2 separate regions of the Sus scrofa genome follow, and region 2 is linked to region 1. The links are chromatin contacts, called in public HiChIP or PLAC-seq maps. All regions are on one chromosome and are shown on one strand. The core of a region is the stretch at or near the end of the contact, and the rest is flanking DNA. Distances in the headings are between cores, read along the strand shown. Region 1 overlaps TBC1D1 (TBC1 domain family member 1). Region 2 overlaps LOC100510918 (a long non-coding RNA gene).

Region 1 (4,179 bases), core at 416-2,915:
GAATTCTTTCTCCCAGAGTTCCCATCGTGGAGCATTGGGAACGAATCCAACTAGGAACCATGAGGTTGCAGGTTTGAGCCCTGGCCTTGCTCAGTGGGTTAAGGATCCGGCATTGCCATGAGCTGTGGTGTTGATCACAGATGTGGCTCGGATCTGGCGTTGCTGTGGCTCTGGAGTAGGCCGGCAGCTACAGCTCCGATTCGACCTCTAGCCTGGGAACCTCCATATGCCGCAGGTACGGCCCTAAAAAGGACAAAAGACAAAAGACCAAAAAAAAAAGCTTTCCCCTGATCTAGAAAATTCACTAAACCCTGGAATTCACCAACCCCAGAGCAGCTCCTCAAGCCTCACAGGTGATCGAGACTGACATCAGACACCTACCAGAATCCAGGGCGTAGGCATAAAGCTGCTTTAAGTTATAAGACATTAGAAGCAAGATGAGAATTCATGAATATTATTTAAGCATGCAGACATTCTAAGATAATCAGTCAGTCCAATCAATGTCAGTCCGAGCTGCAAATGTGTTTCCTAATCTTCAGCACATCAATCTCTCTCGATTATCGCCTTTGGCTTCCAGGACCTCCTCAAGGCTTCTATTTGGTTCGTGCGAGACTAGAGACGTCGTGGGAAGCTCTTGACCTGACCCTGGCCTTTTCTCCTTTCTCCTTTGCTATTTCCTGTCTTCTGATTTCTCTGCTGGAGCCAAGCTTGTGCACACATCCTTCAAAGCAGGAGGCTCAGTAAGGAAGCAGTGTAGGAATGGCACAGCTTGGGGAGAGTTAGAAGGAATATGATCCACTTTATTTATTTATTTATTTTTGTCTTTTTGCTATTTCTTGGGCTGCTCCCGTGGCATATGGAGGTTCCCAGGCTAGGGGTCTAATCGGAGCTGTAGCCACTGGCCTACGCCAGAGCCACAGCAACTCGGGATCCGAGCCGAGTCTGCAACCTACATCACAGCTCACGGCAACGCCAGATCGGTAACCCACTGAGCAAGGTCAGGGATCGAACCCGCAACCTCATGGTTCCTAGTCGGATTCGTTAACCACTGCGCCATGACGGGAACTCCTGATCCACTTTATATTTAAGTAGAATGTTAATTATAGCAGAAATCGTTGTTGTAGTAGCTAACTTAGGTGCCCAGAGCATGATCTGGGAGCCACACGACCTCGTGCAAAGAGGGCGGGCCAAGGTCAGACAGAGCTGGGTGGGGTGTCAGCCTATAGCTTACTGCAAGCCTGGAGACCTGGGCGAGTTTATTTAACATCCAAGCCCTATTTCCACAATCATAAAATAGAGGTAACGCCCATCCTTCAGGCATTTGAAATGCTCAAAAGCACTTCGGTAAAGTGGAGGGCAACCAATAAAAAAAACCAGCAGCATTTTTAGCATTTCCTAATTTATAATGTACTTTTGCATACATAGTTTCACTTCTTAGTAACCTTCAGTAAGTCCGAGTCTTCCATTTTTGACTCAAGTACCACCCCAATGTTCTTCCAACTGAAAGGTGCCAAATATTTTTCACCCTGACTTCTCTCTCTTGCCAACTCTGATCTGTTGGGAGAAGAAATCTAGCACTTAGTGGTGACAGAGTCACAGGCCCTGTCTGGGCTTGGCGGTGTCGTCACAGGTGATGAGGTCTGCTGTGGGTACCACATACTGGAGTGTGGTAATGACCACATCCATTTGCCAACCCGCCTCCAGCCTCTTGATTCACAGCAGCAAAGGGTCACTTCTGTTTCTAAGGGCTGGAGAGAAGTTGAGGGCAGTGTTGCAGGGAGTTCTTTCAGTTCAGTATGTTTGTTCTCTAGTGCATTCCAGGAATCTCTGACTCATTGCCACATGTGTGTCTGCATTTGAGTCCATTTGCAAAAATACACCTATTTCTTTGCATAAGACCCATCTCAAAAATGAAAGGCCATTCAAAGATATTAATAGAACTCTTACTTGTAACAGGAGACAGCTAGCTAGGAGGTGAGAGCCATGAACTGGGCCTGGTGTATTAAGTGATTAATTAATTAATTTTTAATTTTTAGGGTCGCACCTGCAGCATATGGAGGTTCCCATGCTAGGGGTCGAATCGGAGCTGTAGCTGCTGGCCTACGCCACAGCCACAGCAACGCAGGATCTGAAGCACGTTTGTAACCTACACCACACCTCAACACAATGCTGGATCCTTAACCCACTGAGCGAAGACAGGGATCGAACCCAGGTCCTCATGGATACTAGTCCCGGGTTTGCTACTGCTGAGCTACAATGGGAATCGCATCATTTTTAAAAAATGAAAAACTTTGAAATTGTTCTCTGAATTGGAGCAGAAATAAAGTAAAAGATGTAGTTAGTATAAGTGTCCTAAAAAAAGGGATAGATGGAGTTCCCGCCTTGGCGCAGTGGAAACGAATCTGACTAGGAACCATGAGGTTGTGGGTTCAATCCCTGGTCTCGCTCAGTGGGTTAAGGATCTGGCACTGCCATCAGCTGCGGTGTAGGTCTCAGACGCAGCTCAGATCCTGTGTGACTCTGGCTGTGGTGTAGGCCGGCAGCTGCAGCTCCGATTTGAACCCTATCCTGGGAACCTCCATATGCCACAAGTGCAGCCCTAAAAAGCCAAAAAAAAAAAAAAGGATAGACTGGTGAGGTCTAGAGGTGTGAAAGCAAATCCAATCCTAAGAGCTTTCTGGAGGAGGTGGTATTGGAGTTAGGAGAAATGGAATGAGTGCTTTTCTTAAGTAAAAGAAGAAAAAAACTCTCCAGGTAAAAGAAAGAGCAATGAGCAAAAAAAGAGAGACTTGGTGACTCCAAAAATCCACACTCCTATTTTGTTGGAGAAGAGCATACACAATCTTGGAATCAGAGGGAAAAGTCTGAAAAATCATCTGAGACCAGATGTGCAAGACCCCAGGCTGCCAAGCTGAGGAGTTTGGCATTTCTTGGAGTGGGGGGTGGGGGAGTGGGCATTTCTTGCCAGAAAGGTCTGGCGATAAAATGGCCTCATCAGAGAATGGATTTTCTAGGAGGTAAATCTGCTTTGTTGATTTTACAGATTCTTTCTCAAGTACGCTTTTTTTCCTAGACAACTTCAATCTGAAAAATATGTCATCCTTCCTAGCATATGTTTTTCAAAGTAAACTTAGTCACCATAAACGTATATGAGAAAAGGGGACATAAAAGCTAGCAGCAAACGCAGCCAATGTGGCCATCTGTTTCCGTGGCTCTGAGTAGAGATCAGCAAAAATAGCATTTAAAAAAAAAAACACCACAGAACTATGGCTGAAATCATATTTTCCAGTGTAGGTTTCCACCAGCGACGACTTATATACTTTTATTTGCCTGGCATTTCCCACAAAAGAAGGCATCTCCAGTACATCATGCAAAGCTATCCTCTGTTGCCTTACAAAGTCAAGGAACAAAAAAGGAAGGGAGGAGGGGAGGAAAATGATCTGGGGCTTGTGAGCAAATGTAAATCAAATGCCAAAGTGACCTTTTCAAAGTAATGACGAAGAAAAAACTATCAAACAATCTGTTCTGAACTTTTCCCAAAAAGGGGTGTAGGGTTTAAAAACAACAACAACAAAAAAACACAGTTCGTGGCGCCTGAAAGGCTATATTGGAATCTCAACTCTCTCCCTTTATTATACATTCTTGTGATGAGAGAAATTTCCTCCTCGAAAATGGTGACGTTATTTATTCCTTCAATGGTTGTGAGGAATAAAAGTGTCACACAGTATCGCGGGTCCTATGTTTTCACCCCTTCCCTTCCTTTGGAAAGGAAGGGATGTGGCTGCTGCATGGTGCTGCTGTGGCTGTGAGTATCACACAGACTCAACAGCTGCTTAAGTTCTCCTAACCCACGAAGGGAGTCTAAATGTCCACCTGGGGAGTTCCCTGGTGGCTCAGCGGGTTAAGTGCCCGGCATCATCACTGCAGTGGCTCAGGTTGCTGCTGTGGTGTGGGTTCAGTCCCTGGTCCCAGAACTTCCGCATGCCAAAGAGTTTTTTTAAAAATGTCCATTTGGGGAGTTCCCATTGTGGCGAAATGGTTAACAAATCTGACTAGGAACCATGAGGTTGCGGATTCAATCCCTGGCCTTGCTCAGTGCGTTAATGATCCGGCGTTGCCGTGATCTGTGGTGTAGATCGCAGACTCGGCTCAGATCCCGCGTTGCTGTGGCTCTGGTGT
Region 2 (4,223 bases), core at 180-2,679, 580 kb before region 1:
TGAAATTATATAATATAATTAAACACAATGACATTAATGATCATAGAAAGTTCCAACAGTGCAGAGCAGGAGGCAGCAGCTAGGGTATTGGTACCATGGGGAGAAACACAAATATATATGTACATACATGTATGTGTATGTATACCATCTCTTGCTCTACTCTCTCTCTCTCAGCTTCAGGAACTAAGCCAGCAAAGAGATGGCGTGTGAATTACACTCTAGGGAAGTGGCCCTGCCGCCTGCCTTTTTCTGCTCATTCCAAGTGTGTTGCATGCTTGCACCCAAACCCTGAAGCGTGACCTATGAAATGTCTCCCTCGGTGTAAGAGCCCAGTTGCACCAGTTTTCCTGGTACTTTTCTGGGAAAGAAGACTTCAGCTTTGATTTCTTTGCTTCCCAACCTGGCAAGCCTGTCTACACTCACAAGTGCTTTAGAAGTTTGCTAATATGTCTAGAAGAAAAAAAAAAAAAGCCTATATTTGGATCACTATGAACAGTAGAGAATTGTTCACTGCCCTCGTAATTCAGAAAGATTTGCTAACAGCAGGTGATATTAAAATCATAATAATGTTGAATCCAAGTGATAAGTATGAGGGTGATTTTTTTTTTTTCATTTCAGTGTTGTTCTGTGTTTTTTTTTCTTTAGTGAGCACATATGTCTTTTGTAATAAGAAGTGTGTATTTAAAAAAAAAAAAAGAAAAGCTAAGAAAGTAATGTGCATGTTGCGTGTAATTAAATGTAGGACCTGAAGCTCAGTTTGACAAGGTGGCCCCTTGAAAGCACCCTGGACCCGGAGGTGTGGTCCTGTGTCTGTGAGTTTTGACGGGGGTAGGATGGCAAGGGAGGGACCTTAGGAGGAGAGGCCCAGGAGAGGGGGCGACCGTCTCCTGATGCTTTGGCTTTTTACCTGCTGCTTGAAGAGCTGGACCTGTGTGTGTTCTTGGAACTGAAATTCTTCTTCAAAATAGCATGCATTTACCTTAAAAGCCACTCCAAAGAGAAAAAGTTAAAAAGCAAAAACCAAACCCCCAACCCAGAAAACCCAGCACGCTGGACTGCCTAGAGCCGAAGTTCCTATTTCTCAAGAGATAGAAATATACTTCCTGGAGCACAAGGTCCACTCACCCTCTCCCTGTGGTCTTTCGCCAGGATCTGTTGATTCAACGGGAAACAGAAGTGTCAGCAGTTGTGCTGGATGCGAATGGAGGGGTGAGGGGGGCAGATGCCTTCGCCTCCTCAAGCACCCTTAATACAGGGGCGCTGTGCGGTCTTTGCCAGGAGGATCCAGCTTCCCTCACGTTTCTTTCAGCTGCATTTGTTTGTGTTATTGTTCTTCAAGTTTTCTGGGTAACTATAAGCAACAGACCTTGTTAGTTCCTCTTGAGATTGGCCACTACTCCCCACCCTTATTTCTCACCTCCTGGCATCCTGTTTGTCTCCCTGACTCTGTCCCCCGCCCCATCCCCACCCCCACTCAGCTACCAGCCCTTTTAGCCATGTTTTTCTTCCCTCAGTTAGTTACTTTTAAATATCTGTTTTTATGAATGTTCTCACGCCTAAGGGGGCACGCCATATATTCAATTTTGAATTCACTGATCTGTGCTTTCTTCTAGTGTGAACCTCAAAGGTATGTCTCAATGTGTATTCCAATGACCATCTCCCTCCACTCCTTTTCTTGAAGACTCTGTACTTCCAGGAGGGGATATAAGGAAATATGGGGAACATTGAACTATGTGTAGGACTTTTACGGTGATCTTTGCCTGTTTAAAGTTTACTGGGTTATGATAGGGACAAAAGGGATCTATAGGGTAAACTGTGTTTATGCTTACTTATATCAGTGGAATCTTTAGCTTATTAAATTTTAGTCAACCGTGTATGTGAACTATTTGGACTTACATTTCAATTTTGTTTATTATTGTTACAAATGGATCCATGAGTTAGTGAACCGCATGAATCCCAGCACCCCTTAAGTTTAGCAGGTTTATGAGAAGTGTTAGAACAATTTTGGGGAGTTCCCTTGTGGCTCAATGGGTTAAACACCCTGGTGTGTCAATGCTGGGGTTCTGGTTACAGCTGTGTCGGAGGTTCAATCCCTGGCCTGGGAACTTCTGAATGCCGTGGGCAACCCCTGGCAACAAACCAATTTTTGGAATACTGTCACAAAAAAAGTCATCAGAACCACTGAATAAATAATTCTGCCTAGTAGTCACAGTATCCTCATAGGAGAGAAAACTTACTTTCAAAAAAAAAGAGGAAAACACTTTCGAAGCTCATTGATTACAATTTTTGCTACAGAGTAGTTTATCTAATCAATTTCCTTTCCTATGCTGGAGATAAGAAAGATGAAGTTCAAAAGAAGCAGAAATTAATAATGGTGGACTCCTAAATCATTTCTCTTAAGGTCTGATGTCTGGATGTCTGAAAAATGAGAATTTCCCTCAAATTCCTAATTTTTCTCCTTTCCCATATATTCATTTATTTGGCAAAATTTTCAAATACGATTCACTGCATTTCACTTAGTCCTGAGAAGATGAGGGTGTCTTAAAGAAGTTCCTGGAGATCCCACTGTGGCTCAGCAGGTTAAGGAACCAGTGTCATCTCAGTGAGGTTGTGGTTTGATCCCTGGCCTCGATCAGTGTGTTAAGGACCCAGCAATGCCACAAGCTGCAGTGTAGTTTGCAGATGCTGCTCAGATCCAGATCTGGTGTTACAGTGGCTGTGATGTAGACCTCAGCTGCAGCTCCAATTTCACCCTTAACCTGGGGAGCTTCCATATGCTGCACAGGCACAGCTGTAAAAATAAAAAGTAAAAAAAAAAGAAGTTCCCAAGATCCTGGAGGAAATAGGAGAGGTTTGGGTGCGGATTCATTTACCATGCTTCAGGAGAGATACTGTTGCTAAGATCTTAGTTTCCTGCCCCAAATAGTTCAGATGTTCCCCATTCTGCTACATTTGAAAGTACCTTTTCCAAATTCCAGTCCTTGGTATTTTGAGGTTTTGATTAGGTGCTGGTGCTATTAAAAGAGTAGTACCCTTTGGATGACAAAATTTTTCATATTTCTTAATGTATTTCCTTTGACTTTCTTCTGTACTTAAAGAAAAAGTACATTTAGAGTCCTTAAAAAAAAGATTAATTTAATCTACACCATTTGGTAGAGATGATCCAACAAAGATGATTGTCTAATTCAAACGCAGTGATTACTGTGTTTGATATCCTCCCTAGGAACACTTTTTTTTTTTTTTTTTTTTTTGTATTTGTGTATTTTTAGGGCCACATCCCAGGCACATGGAAGTTCCCAGGCTAGGGGATCAAATTGGAGCTATAGCTGCTGGCCTACGCCATAGCCATAGCAATGCCAGATGTGAGCTGCATCTGCGACCTACACCACAGCTCACGGCAACGCCGCATCCTCAACCCACTGAGCGGGGTCAGGGATCGAACTTGTGTTCTCATGGATCCTAGTCAGATTTGTTGCCACTGAGCCACGACGGGAACTCCTTTTTTTTTAAAACACTGTTGGTTATGTTATTTCCGTTCTAGATAGCCATCTTTCTCATCCATAGTCTAGAAACTAAGGAAGGAAGGCAAAGTTTGTGTAGCTTATTTTAAAGAAAACCTTTCCTGTATCATTGTTTTTTTAAATGTGTATAATTCATAGTAATTCATGTTCTCTTTTTTGAATCTAAAAAGAAATCTTCCAAAAATGTTTTAAAATTGCTTTTACATGGTGGACTTACCTCTCCTCTCAGCTCCCCATGCAGTTTATATTTCTAGTTAGCTTGAACACCAATAGTTGTTGCTAAGCTACTGAGGGCTTTATCTTTTTATAGTCCTTTTTGAACTCTTTATAGTTAATAGACACTTCTGTATTATTCCAAAAACTAATTTCCTTGACCACAGAAATGATTATTTTCCATTTGAATTATTGATCTATAAAAGGATGACTATACTCTCATTTACATAGTATTAATGTGTATTTTTATATATACACACATTATTGCATATCACTTGCTTTAGTTCCTCTTGAGTTATATTCCTGAAAATATAAGCATTACACAAAATGGTATTATTAGAGTCTACTTTTTCCAAGGAAAATATTATAGGTAAATATTATATTTAAACTATTATAATTTAAAATTCCATTCAGAATGTCCTCTTACATCATATAAAAGTAGAGAGAAAGTTAGACTGGGAATCCAATGAGAAACACTTATTAAAATAG

What was found. HiChIP or PLAC-seq counts read pairs in DNA pulled down with a chosen protein or histone mark.
Region 2: an H3K27ac HiChIP or PLAC-seq map of alveolar macrophages shows a contact between it and region 1. The contact joins two enhancer-like sites. A contact is called at or near these places in 2 of 2 datasets of contacts at active chromatin or transcription factors (alveolar macrophages and skeletal muscle).

The regions. Positions count from the first base shown.
Region 1 is chr8:29,428,072-29,432,250 of Sscrofa11.1, reverse strand. The region is part of intron 2 of TBC1D1 (TBC1 domain family member 1); the gene reads right to left. Among named protein-coding and RNA genes, the nearest start is that of TBC1D1, 60 kb to the right of the region's middle. Within about 2 kb of position 1,665, at least 12 of the 83 cell types and tissues checked have an H3K27ac peak or open chromatin away from gene starts, as enhancers often do. A contact at or near this core is called in alveolar macrophages, where this site is marked.
Region 2 is chr8:30,011,792-30,016,014 of Sscrofa11.1, reverse strand. All of the region lies in intron 1 of LOC100510918 (a long non-coding RNA gene), which reads left to right. Among named protein-coding and RNA genes, the nearest start is that of KLF3, 11 kb to the left of the region's middle. Within about 2 kb of position 1,429, at least 18 of the 83 cell types and tissues checked have an H3K27ac peak or open chromatin away from gene starts, as enhancers often do. A contact at or near this core is called in alveolar macrophages, where this site is marked.